Linked DNA regions of Zea mays: region 1 is linked to region 2. A link is a contact called in public Hi-C data. All regions are on one chromosome and are shown on one strand. The core of a region is the stretch at or near the end of the contact, and the rest is flanking DNA. Distances in the headings are between cores, read along the strand shown.

Region 1 (6,501 bases), core at 778-3,277, 650 kb before region 2:
GCTAGCCCGGCCCATATTATTTCGTGCCGGACCGTGCTTTGGGCTCTTATTTTCGGGCCGTGCTCGTGCTGGCCTGAAAAGCCCGGCCCAGATTCCCAGCACTATGCACGCGGACGGAGGCAGGCTGCAGTGGCGGATCGATACGAGTATAGCAGAACGCCATCATCACGTTCACGTACCCAGAGTCAGGTTTCGCGGCTCTCTGGCTCGAAATGATGGGCTCGCCGTCGTCGGCCCGCCCGGCCGGCCGGCATGCAGGTCGTGGAGCCGGACTGAGAAGCTTGCATTGGCATTGCATTGCCATGGATATGGAGGATCCCTCAAAGGCCGTGAAAGCACACAGCATGCACAGAGCACGGACAAGAATCAGTTACTAGCTAGCATCGGAAGTCCCATCTGTTTGTCAATCAACGAATTATTCTCATCCCTGCACGTGTTCGACGTTTTCGCGCATCGGGTTCGCACAACAAACGCTAGCTAGTTAGCTAGCTTCAGAGATAATATAATTTTGTTTTTTCCTCTCTCTCTCTCTCTCTCTCTCTCTCTGTGGTTACGTTACACATGCATCCGAAGCTACATTTGTCAACTACGCGAGCCACCACTAGTTCATATATGCGCTCTCTCTCTGCGGTTGGCGCATTGTGAATAAAAAAAACGAGTTCGAGAGGAATCGTCCGATCCGCATCAACTAACTAACACCACACCGATCGCAATTGTCTAATCGATTAACAGAACGCAGTGAGATCATACTAGGCAGCTAGCTAGCTAGTCGTTGCTTCCAAGCCATCTTGTCGTCAGATGTCGTCGTCTTCCTGACCTACTGCGCGCAGCTAGCCGCGTACTGTACGCGAAGTGGTGCAGCAGCTAGCTACACGTGGACGTACGTGGTGGCTGCGAATGTTCCCGGCCAGCCACAAATCCACAACACGCGACGTACGGTTTTCGCGGGATTAGTTTCTGAGTCGGCCAGCGTTCGTTTCGCACGCGTGGCTAGTAGCCGCGCGCGCCGAATCATTCTCGTTCACTTGCAGCAGAGTCGCACCTGTGCTGCCGTTGCGCTGCTGACATTCTGCCGCGTCGGAACCATGCCTAAAACGTGCCCCGTTTCGTCTCGGTCAGCCTGCCACGCAGTGGTCGTGGAATCACAACACATGCACAGCACAGACGATCAGGAGACGACGCACGAGACGAGAATGATTGATGACACGGAGACCAGCAGCGACAGCGACCAAGTAAATAGCTCGCTCGCCGTTTTCAATACAGTAACTGATTCGATGCAGCAGCAGATTACATAAATTCGTGCAGGGAGTTGCATGCGCTCGGCTTGAGCGCCCCGGCCGCTCCACAACAGTTTGAATTCGAAGAGGGTCGGTCGGTCCTCCACCACAAGGTCGAAAAGGGTCGTGCCAAAAAAACGCAAAGGAGACGTCCCTTTTGTGTAGGCACCTAGAAACCAGATACATGTACACACAAATACACGCCGACAAGTTTCACCGGCGGGTGCCACAGCGAACCGCACGAGACGTACGCCACAGTGGCAGAGGAGGGGGGTGGGAGAGAAGGCACTCACTGGTCGATGCTGCACCACAGCTCATCTAAAAAAGAGCAGAAGTCATATAAGGGGTAAAGGAAAGGCTACGAAAGAGAGACAAAACTCAGCAGCGAAAGTGGTGGGGGACGAGGAGGGCAGAGCAGGGCTCCCCCACCCCTGATCTCAACCTCTCCACCCCCCAAATGGGACCCTAACAAATCATGATTCCAAATGGAGCCGCAATTCAAAAAGGTTAACCAACTCACATCCAAATCCAGCACAAACCCGCCGTGTAAAACCAGAGTAACTCCCACCAGGCCACCACTACCGGGTAACGTCACTGACATCCTGGACCCACAAGGCTGCGCCCACCTATCAGGCTGTCACTGACGGTTATTAGGTGTGGGGTAGTCTAGTAAGCCGGTGCAGCAAGCGCACTGTAATCTGTAAACAGTTTTGTCAGCGACACGGCGCCCCACCGGCAGGGCCTGTGAATAAATCCGCAGACCGCAGCCATAATAACACCCGCAGACGAGCCAGCGGTCTGCGCCCACCACCAGTCCACCACCACCCACCCGCAAAGCCAACCACAGGAGCTGGAGCTGCCGCGGCCAAGGACAATGGCGACGGCGTGGGTGCGCTCGCTCAGCTGCAGGTCCTCCTACGCCGTCACGGACGCCGCCATCGCGCCGTCACCGGCCAAGAAGCCGCCGCCGCAGCCGCTCCCCTTCTCCTGCGCCAGCGCCACTGCGGCGGCGGCGGACGTGATGGACGCCGTGGCGTACGCCCATCATCAGGCCAGGCGGAAGAAGCTGGGGAGGGAGAGGGAGAGGCGGAAGGAAACGCGAGAGCCGCGGCCACGGCCCAAGAAGAAGCCCAAGCCCATGGCGACGAAGGACGCGGCCGCCGCCGCCGGGGCGCCGCTGTCGTTCATGCCGTCGCCGGCGCCGGGCCCGCCCGTGAGCTCGGCGTTCCTCACGATGGCGGAGCTGCCCGAGGGCCACTCCTCGCGGCGTGTCGTGGAGCTCATCTTCGCGTCCGGGTGGGCCGACGCGGCGGGGCGCCCGTCGCCGTCGCCGTCGCCGGCGGTGGAGGCGCTGTTCCGCGTGCACAGCGCGCCGCGCGCGGTGGCGCGGTTCGAAGAGGCGCGCCAGGCGGCCCGCGCGCGCGGCGCCGCGGCGCGGTGCGGCGCCGACGGCAACGAGATGATGCGGTTCCAGTGCCGCGCGCCCGGCGGCGGGGTGTTCGGCGCGGGCGTCGCTACCTGCCGCCTCGGCGCGTCGGTCTCTGCAGTGCGCACGTTCGCCTGCAGCGGCGCCGCGCACGCCAGCGCCGCCGCCGCCACCGCCACCGCCGGCCGGCGGGCGATGCTGGTGTGCCGCGTCATCGCCGGCCGCGTCTGCCCCGCCAACCACCCGTCCTCGCGCCACGCCCACGGATCCGCTGCGACCGCCTATGACTCCGTGGACATGGGCAACGGCGAGCTGGTGGTCCTGGACAGCCGCGCCGTGCTCCCCTGCTTCCTCATCATCTACAAGGTCTAGCCGCCGCCGCCGACGACGACCCGGGACCACCGGACTAGAGCACTAACCGACCACCGACCGTGACCGTTAACCCCTCCCCCGTCGTCGTTAATCGCCACGCTGATCGCTAGGCTTCTCTAGCATTGTTTTGGGACTCTGCTTTTCCGGAGTGTCAGGTGCGTGTGGATGGTATTTGGTATGCTATGGTAGCAGCAGCGGCAGCAATGGAGCCCCTGGCCCTGCCGTGCCCGTGCCCCGTGCGTGTAAAAATCAGTACAAAAACCGCTGCCTATTTTGGTATAGAAACATTTTGCTTTTGGCTGTCCATTCAAACAGCTCCTCCCTCCCTCCGTCTTTTGCAATGGCATCGCTCGCTCCGCATCCGCATGCAATGTACTGTGCCTTCTTTGCTTCTGCTGCTCTTGTGCACTTTGCAGCGGACACCAGAAGACGACCAGAGCAGAGCAGAGCTCCCAGTCCCAGATCTGCTCGCGCGAATCAGCCGTGCCCCCGTCGTGCACGGCTCCGATCGCCCGGACGGCTACCCGTGACACAGCCACAGCCACAGCCAGCGAGATTCACGGCTTCTCACCGTCCCTTCCTCCCTGTTCCATCCACCGCAGAGATTTGTCGCCGCAGGTTTAAAGCGTTTTTGGCGCAGCGCTCGTGTTTTCTTCTTCCTCTCGCCGTCGCCATTCGTTTGTTTCCTTCCCGTCGGTCGATCAATGGCTGGGAGCCTGCTGCCTGGTACTGCGATCATAATTCTGCGTCCTAGCTGCTCTCAGACGACCGCCTCTCTCTCTCTCTCTCTCTCTCTCTCTCTTTCTCTCTCTTTCTCTTGTCCTGCCTGCGCTGTCCTTGCCGCTTTCCCCTTTTTCTTTTTCCAGATAGAAAGAAGCCGCAGCACGGGCCGGCCTTGCTCGCTCCGCCTCCCCCTTGGTGTTCTTCGTGGTCGTGGGCTCCCTCGCTTTTGCCTACTACCTAGCTGCTTGTTTTTTCAATGGCGCCTTCATTGAATACGGGTGTGGGGGCTGTTCTGTTTCGTTTGGTGGCAACTGCAATCCAGGCAAAGGCGTCTGGGATGTTAAAGTGAAGTAATGAATGCGAGGTAGAACTCGGTGGTGACGTTCGTTCTTGAGGTTAAGCATGCAGCACTGACCAATCGGCAACTGTTGCCTGCTTCCTTGGCGCTTGCTTGCTTGGGGTGCAAAGGCTCCTGTCCAGCGACAACGCATGCCACACGGTCCGTTTTCCCTGTGTCCATTTGAATGGCCGAACACCATCTCCATATCCATGTACGTAGTCATATGCTGAACTATCCGAAGCGTTAAGTGCTGCATTACATGGTGCGGGTACTCTGCACAGCTACGAAATTGTTTTTTTGTGCATGGTGGTAGATGCTTATCCAGAGTATGGGCCGGGTTTTTTTTTAACCACCATGAGCACATAGCATGGCCCCTATACATGGGTCAAGCTTAGGCCGGCACCGCCCAATGAAGTCCATGTTATCCAATTTCTTTAATTTAGTAAGTTTTTTACTTTATATTATTATAATATTTATACTTTATATAGTCAAATGATTTATACTTTATATAGTCAAATGATGTTAGTATTATTTAATATTTTTAATTTAGGAAGCTATGAATTTATGTGGTTGTAATATTTAGATTTTATGTGGTTTAAATATATAGGTCCGGCTTGGATTGATATGGTCTAACAAAAACAAAGTCACGACGTGCTTTAGCCAGATTGGATCATTATTTCTACTTTTTAGACTCACACGATACAGTTTAAAAGTTTTTTAAGGTCTTTTTAGCTCGAGTCGTTTGGCCCGAAACACGATAGACCTAGGCCGGGCGAGCCAAATTATCAGCACTAATCCAGAGAGGGATCCGACATGCCCATCACGTGTCGACAGGTTTGAACAGTGATGTACTTAAGATTAGCTGTGTAATCATGCATCTCCTCCGGAAGCGGCTGTGTAGATCTGGCTGACATGGCATGACCATACATCTGGATGGCTGACACCGGGCCCCACCGGTTCTCTCAGCCTCTCAGGGAGGGCTGAGCTATTGGCATGTTACCTTGTCTCTTGCGGAGCGGAGGCACGGGCACCTGACCAGATCAGACAAGGAGCGAGAGTGGTGAGGCTGTGACTGACTGGACCACCGTCTCCGTAAGCACCATGCACCAACCATCATTTCTCCTCTCTCTCTCTCGTTGTCAGGTTCGTTGAGCATGGGTGGCGACGAGAATCACTGCGAGTCTGCTTTCACCTGCCTAATCCACCACCGTCCACCGGGGATGCTTGTGCTCACCGGATGGAACCTCACGTTCTCGCCGCAACTGAACTTGCACTGAATTTTCGTAGCGGCATTTCCGGAGAGCAGGCGCCTTGACTTCTTCTCTTTGGGAACAGCAAGAGCTCTCTCTGACGACAGCAGATTACAGTCACAAGATCCGACTGGAATCTGAATGAACAATGATCCATTCGATTCTTCTCTCTCTCCGAGAGTTCCATCCATCCAGATGCAGGCAAGCCGCAAGTGAGCGACGAGACTCATTTATAAGAGCTTGTTCGGTTGTATCTGCATTAATGAAGATTGGATGATATTAAATCTCTCTCTAATCAAAATTTCAATTGCGCTCAAACCAAATGTAATCAAACAAAGCTTTAGGGCTAGTTTAATTACTCTAGTATTCACCTTAATCTATATATATTAAGTTGGATTGTGGCGTAACTTAAACTAATTTACACATCAATCCACTTCAACACATGTAGATTGACCATGGGTTTACTCTCTTATGGTTACTCCGCCTATCTCACCGCCCCGAGCCGGCCTGCATCTCGTCACCTCTGTCTGGTAGCTGTTGTTTACCATGCTTCCAGTTCCAGGTGACTCCAACATTCAGAACTGAATAACCAATCAACTATCAGCGCTAACCACTGTGGGGTGTGCCGGTGTGGGCTTGACCTCCGTCCAGGAGATTTGGACGTAGTCCTGCCTGCTGCCCGAGTGGCTGAGTCGTCTTTGCGTCACTGTTTCACCCTCACATGGTCAAACATGAACGCTGAAGGCTGAACAAGCGAACTGAAGACGTCCAGTACCCAGGGCCGGCCCGGGACCCACGCGAGTTACTCCTTGCGCAGGTTGCAGCGCGGCGACGAGCCGATGAGCGAGTCGCCGTATACCTGCACTGCACAGCACAGCAATCAGCAGCGGCACGGGCATAAAACTTGCCTGCGTTCCAGTAAGCAACAGTGCGCTAGCTGCGCATCTCTGAATGATAAATCCGTGCTGGTCTTGTCAAGATCCCCCTCCACTTGACCGGTACGATACGGGCTCCTGTCCTGAATGATGGTGGAGTGGGGGAGACTGGACAGCCGGCCGAGGATGCATTTGGATGATGCATGCCAGCGCCGTGTCTCCCTCTGGCGACGACCCG
Region 2 (7,051 bases), core at 1,360-3,859:
GGACACGTGGATAGCGTCTTTCCAAGCACTTCTATCCAAACACAACTCCATTGGGATATTCCATTCATTCAAGTCCCTTTTGACTGCCTCATCCCATGTCAAGTTTGGTCGTCCTCTACCTCTCTTCACATTATTGTCCCGTCTTATGATGCCTCTATGCAACAGTGCCTCTGGGGGTCTCCGATGGGCATGCACAAACCATCTCAACCGGTGATTAATAAGTTTTTCTTCAATTGGCGTTACTCCTAGCCGATCGTGTATGTCATCGTTTCTCACTCGGTCCAATCTTGTGTGCCCACATATCCAACGCAACATACGCATCTCTGTGACACTTAGTTGTTGGATATGTCGTCTCTTAGTAGGCCAACACTCAGCCCCATATAACATAGCAGGCCTAATCGTTGTCATGTAGAACTTGCCTTTCAACTTATGTGGCACTCTCTTTCCAAGCACTACAAGCATGCAAAATCATAGACATCTCCCACAAGGGTCCAATCAACATTTGGAAGCAATATAGTAGATGGTTGTCATGGCATCGCCTAGGTGTCCAACAGGCCGACGAAGGACGCCATGGCACGTCACCTCGTCTGAACCAAGAAAGGCGAGCACCTGAATACCTTGAAGGACGCCATGACGACTAGGCATCTCCCAGGCGACGTGGTGACAGTGCCTTGCTCTTTAGCTAGGCTCCAATGAGCCCTAACTTACTCTAAACTTGTCCTCTCGCTTCTCCTTCCTCCTTTTGTCGTCGTCACTTGATTCCTCACTCCTCAGGCTGCCAGTGCTCCCCCGTGCTGGTCGCACCGCGCCCACCCCCGTCCTTGTGCTGCGTCGTGCCCGCGCTACGCCCATGCGCTAGCCGGCAGCCGTGCCCACTCCTCTTCAGTTCTCCTCATCTGCTCTTCTCCTCTGACTCTGAGTTGCTGGCATTGTTTCTCTGATCCTCTCCTCCTCTGAGTTCCTAGTATTGCTTGATTGATATATGTTGTTGTCTACTTGTCTTGCTGATACACCATAGAGCAAAGTATAGATAGGACATGGATGCTGGAGCGGAAGGTAGACAGGAAGAGATACATGTTTCACTTGATCCATCGAATGATCCTAAGAGGAAGGTGAAGTCAAAGGATCCTGGTTGGAACTTGGAAGTATGGATTTTGGCCAGATATTGGTTAGGACATTAGGCCTAAGGCTTTAGCCCTTCTGGGACTTAGGGCAGTATGCCATATGCACATATTTATTAGCTACCACTTTAAACTTTATCAGTTATTCACTTTACCATGTATTTGGTGGACTTATATAGCTGCTTGCTACTTGTTGCAAAATGGAAGTATATTTTATTTGCTATTATTTGATGTCATGTATTCATATATGTTGCATTTGCATACTTGCATATTTGCTAGCTGCTGCTGGACAGGACGCCTAGGCAGAGGCGCCTGGCTGGCTACTCGCCTCGCTATGGTGCCGTGAGAACCATGATATAATATCATTTCGTCTGATAAAAACTTTTGAAGTAATATACTATCTTATAGTGACTTACGAATAACCCACGGAAGCTAGTTTTTTAAAAAAAATCATAAGAAACATAGTTATAGGAGGACATATCATGTGCAATCACTCATTTTTGTGCAAGCGTGCAATCAAACTATCCAGAGCATCCAGTCTAGATCCAACGGTTTCATATGGAAGTGGTTAAATGTAAAATAGACACTAGGTTTCAGGTGGAAGGGGTTAAATGTAAAATAACAGTTACCATTAGATCTAGATCGGATGCACCAGATCGCTTGATTGCATGCTTGCACCAGGATAAGTGATTGCATAGGATATTTTCCCTAGTTATAGTAGGTGGAGGGATATCTATAGCACAACAAACACTGGAAGATCGAAATGCAATCAGGGAAACAACGGTTAGCAATGCACACTCACATATGGTATCTTGGAGGCCTTATCGTTCACCACCGCAGCCACACCGAGGGCAGCGAAGAACCCCAGCCCTCCGCACAGCCACGCCAACGCCTCGTACTATCGAGCAGCAAACACACAGAACCAATGAAACAGCCAAATCAGAAACAGTCCAGACGCATATGACGCCGCAACGCACGACGTGTTTGATCAGGTCCCGTAATACCTTGCCGATGTGCGGGGCAAGGCGGTCGATGCAGGGCTCCGGGAAGGGCGTGCCGTTGTCCCACACCAGCTCGTCGTTCACGGGCAGCTGCGACCCAAAACAGAAAAAATCCCCAGAATCCAATCGGTTTGAGACGGCAACTCACTGGCGCGCAGATGAGGAGAGGACGCACGAGCGAGGGTCGGATTTGGATCTGGACTCGGGGTGCGGGAGACTTACGGGTTTGTCTGGGACGATGTGGCGGCCGACGGGGAGGCCCATGCCGGCGCGGTGCCGGAGGGCAGCGGCCGCGGCCGCGGCGCGTGCGCCGCCGCCGCCAAGGACGCGGAACCCTGCTGCGGTTAACCTCCCGGCCATCTCGCTCGCTCGCTCGCTGGCTCTCCGATCAGTGCGAGTCGTCGTGCGGTGAGTTGGGTTGCGCGGCTCGTCGTCGGCGGCGGTGGAGACAGAAGGAAGCTGGGTGGGCTTTGTTCGGGCCTCGTGTGCTGTATCCAGTGGGGGAGAAAACTGGAAGCGGATTTGGCATGTATATTTGGGCCTTGTGGAGTCCACTGGGATAGGCATGCGTTTTGCTGGGCCACGCTTCACTGGGCCTTGCATTGTGAAAAGTGATGATGTTCACGGGGCTTTCACAACACTGCCGCCTGTGGGAAGAAAAAACACTAAAAAATCCACCACAAATATATATGTAGTGTCTTTGTACAGTTCTGTACTACACTTACCACCATCGTACTGTATACTAGTCGCAGTTGTTTATGCGGGCCCCGCAACCCGTCACCGAAGCAGCAACGGGCTATATAGGCATATAGCTAGGTAGGTGTTGTTAACTCGCTGGCAGGTGACGGACTAAACATAGTACCGACAACTGATGCAGATGTTTCCATGAGCACGAAGCAACCACGTCAAAATGATTTTCTTGCCCCCCGCGCTGCCGTCAGCACAGCACAGCACAGCACAGCACAAACCAGGCCGGGCCGCCACGCCAGCTGCTGCCTCGATTCGTCAGTTGAGAGATGCGATCGCCTCCCCCTCAGCAGTACAGTGTATTGTACGTATAGTATATTACGCGAAGAAGAAGTATATATTGTATTGTAGTACGTAGTACCAAAGCTCCCAAGTCCCAATACTTCCGCGGCTACCGAGGGTGAAAAATAAAAGGCGGATACTTTTGTCTCATGGCTTGGACTTTTGCACTGCTACCGGATTTTTTTAAAAAAAACTCGTTCAGCTATAAACAAAACAGCACGAGAGAAACTACAGACACCAGCCAGACCATTTGAAACACAATCAACGTCACCGACTGTGGGAGCGCGCATGCGTCATGCCAGTAAACTGCTCTCGGATTGCAAGTCCCGGCATGAACAACACACACACACAAAAAAAAAAACTATTGGCGGACTCCGACGCCAACCCGCACAGCACCGCACCGACCTGGGTGCATTCAGCTAACCTTGCTGTTAGCCAACCGCCCCGCGGGAGGAGCCGGGCTAATCACTCGATCGTAATCAATCAACCAGTCTGCGAGATCCATGACGGGATAATAAACTATGCGGGGGGCTCACATGGCCTTCAATGCGTGATGTGTCCTGTCTCCTCGTTTCGCGCCAGAGAAACATTGGACCTGCTAGTGGGTTGATCATATCATTGCTTATATTTTCCTTTTTGTTTAACTTCGCTTAGGTGCTATGTATATGTTTACTCGGGCGTTCGGTAACGTAGCGTAATCTAGCCGTAGATATATGCGAAATATGCTGAGTAATAAACTCATCAGCCAGACATGCCCGACATGCTGCGTCAAACAAATGCCATGCACCATGCTAACCAATTAGCCTTGCTCATGCTACGACAACCACTGTTTATAGAGTTAAGTTTAAAATAGAAGATAAAGATAAGTACGATACACCTAGATCGTCCGTGGTAGGGCAGCAGGCTGTCCGCGACGACACAAAAGAGCTCTCAGTTGAACCTGGATCTCGCCTCCCGGGGGAATCTTGTCAGAGAAAGATCCTAGAGTCGTCTTGGGGTCGGTAGGCTAACCAAGATGATCTCTATACGACATATAATCGAATAAAAGTGAAGATTGATATGGTGAGATCCATTCCTATGGTGAGATCCATTCCTAGGCGAGATCCATTCCTATACGACATATAATCGAATAAGTACTCAATCGGTCGTACCTCTTTATATTTATAGGAAGAGATCTGGACCCATTTCTAGCCGAGATCCAACATATTCCCATGTATAGGTTAGTGAAAGGGAAATGTACCCTTGGGCCATTTCTAAGTATTTTGGTGATTTAGTGTCCAACACAAGTGCCTAAGTGTAAATGGTGGACAAAGTACAAATCAAGTGTAAAGGTACGTTTCTCAGACTTAGTACATTGTTTTAAAAACTAATGTATTGTGTCTAAGTGCTGGAAACAGGAAAAATCAAGTTGAGATTAGAGATGGCTTTGTTCAGCCAAAGTCTGCTCAGTCTGGGTGCACCGGACTGTCCGGTGGTGCACCGGACAGTGTCCGGTGCGACAGGCAGACTCAGGCGAACTTGCTGCTCTCGGGAAGTAATTAACGGCGTACGGCTAAAATTCACCGGACTGTCCGGTGAGCCAACGGTCGGCCGCGCGATCCGCGCGGGACACGTGGCCGAGCCAATGGCTTGTAGGGGGCACCGGACAGTGTCCGGTGCGCCAACGGCTCCAAGGCTGCCAACGGTCGGCTTCGCCAAATAAGGAAGGAAATCCGCACCGGACAGTGTCCGGTGGTGCACCGGACTGTCCGGTGCGCCAGGCGACAGAAGGCAAGAATTGCCTTCCCAGATTGCTCTCAATGGCTCCTAGCTGCCTTGGGGCTATAAAAGGGACCCCTAGGCGCATGGAGGAGAACACCAAGCATTCCTTGAGCATTGTTGATCACTCATACTTCATTCATGCGCACTTGTTCGACATTCTTAGTGATTTGAGCTCCGTTCTAGTGAGAACCTTGAGATATTGTTTTGAGCTCAAGTCTTGATCGTGTGTGTGCGTACTTGTTGTGGTTTTGAGTGTGTTGCTTCCCTCCCTTACTCTTGTGCTTCATATTGATTCTTATTGTAAGGGCGAGAGACTCCAAGTTGTGGAGATTCCTCGCAAACGGGCGAGAGACTTCAAGTTGATCATTGGATCACTTGAGAGGAGTTGAGTGCAACTCTCGTCCGTTGGGACGCCACAACGTGGAGTAGGCAAGTTTTGTACTTGGCCGAACCACGGGATAACCCACTGTGCCATCTCTGTGTTGATCTCTTTGTGGTTATCGTGTTGTGCAAGTTCTCCTCTCTAGCCACTTGGCTTAATTGCGCTAACTCCTAATCAAGTTTTGTGGCATTAAGTTTCAAGTTTTTACAGGATCACCTATTCACCCCCCTCTAGGTGCTCTCAATTGGTATCGGAGTCGTTCTCTTCAAGTAAGGGACTAATCGCCCGAAGAGATGAATCCTAAGGGCAAGGGGATGGTGATCAATGATAAGGAGGAGTCCTTCGTCAACGAGCCTAAAGATGATAAGCCTACCGACTCGGGCTCGGGCCACAAACGAAGAGATGGGAAGAAGAAGAAGACAAGGCGTATCAAGGAGATCGTCTACTACGACGACAGCGACGAGTCCACTTCTTCCCAAAAGGACAACGACGACAACGACTACGAGAAACGGAAAACGGTCAATTCGAACTTTTCTTTCGATTACTCTCGTATTCCGCAAAGTACAAATACTCATTTGCTCTCCATTCCACTTGGCAAACCTCCTCACTTTGATGGAGAGGACTACAGATTTTGGAGTCACAAAATGTGTAGTCACTTGTTCTCTCCTAGTGGGTTGATCGTATCATTGCTTATATTTTCTTTTTTTGTTTAACTTTGCTTAGGTGCTATGTATATGTTTACTCGGGCGTTTGGTAGTGTAGCGTAATCTAGCTGTAGATATATGCGAAATATGCTGAGTAATAAACTCATCAGCGAGACATGCCCGACATGCTGCGTCAAACAAATGCGATGCACCATGCTAACCAATTAGCCTTGCTCATGCTATGACAACCACTGTTTATAGAGTTAAGTTCAAAATAGAAGATAAAGATAAGTACGATGAACCTGGATCGTCCGTGGTAGGGCAGCAGGCTGTCCGCGATGACACAAAAGAGCTCTCAGTTGAACCTGGATCTCGCCTCTCGGGGGAATCTTGTCAGAGAAAGATCTTACAGTCGTCTTGGGGTCGGCAGGCTAACCAAGATGATCTCTAGACAACATATAATCGAATAAAAGTGAAGATTGATATGGCGAAACTACAACTAAAGCTACACTATATTTACTCTTAAGACATTAATGATAAACAAGGTAAATAGATTGGTTCGATTGGATTGTGTTCGAGGGTTCTCAAACCCTCGTACCCCTTATATTTAAAGCGGAGGTCTCGACCCGTTTCTAGGCGAGATCCAACAGATTCCCACAGATAATTAGGATAACCACGCATGGGATAAGTACTCTCGTCTGAATTAATCTGATCGCGGACTGCCTGGGACACATGGATGGACCTTCCGGCCGTGCTCATGTGCCAAATATGGTGCTCCACGCATGTCCCTGCCTTTTGGTGGAGCATGGCAAACCAAAAGCACATGTTACTACTTGCATCTTTTGGGAAACAATAGATTCTACAACATGCTTTGTTCCTGGAATACGAACTCTAGTCCGATGTAAGTCACTGACTTTTTTGATCAGACAATATAACTATTTGATAGAACTCTAATGCACAGAGGTCGTTTAAGATTGTATCATCTTTGGTCGTAGCTACCTGATCAACATGTCAATAATTAAAAACTTGTGGTGCTCCAGCCTGAATAAGTAAACAGATTGGGCAAGTAATATGGATTCATCGTTGTACTACCCTATCCTTGAGTAGGACAAC

Evidence for each region. A called contact is a pair of places that touch in the nucleus more often than the background predicts.
Region 1: a Hi-C map of tassel shows a contact between it and region 2, with 3 times the contacts expected there. The contact joins the promoter of LOC103637635 here to the promoter of LOC100274725 in region 2. A contact is called at or near these places in 2 of 25 Hi-C or Micro-C datasets (ear and tassel).

Annotation. Positions count from the first base shown.
Region 1 is chr1:90,307,820-90,314,320 of Zm-B73-REFERENCE-NAM-5.0, reverse strand. LOC103637635 (zinc finger (C2H2 type) family protein) reads left to right here and starts at 2,027. Exons shown (of 1, transcript XM_023301293.2): 1 at 2,027-3,394. The coding sequence starts at 2,152. The coding sequence ends at 3,075.
Region 2 is chr1:89,657,180-89,664,230 of Zm-B73-REFERENCE-NAM-5.0, reverse strand. LOC100274725 (NADH dehydrogenase [ubiquinone] 1 beta subcomplex subunit 8 mitochondrial) reads right to left here and starts at 2,609. Exons shown (of 4, transcript NM_001149025.1): 1 at 2,345-2,609; 2 at 2,126-2,212; 3 at 1,924-2,019. The coding sequence starts at 2,482.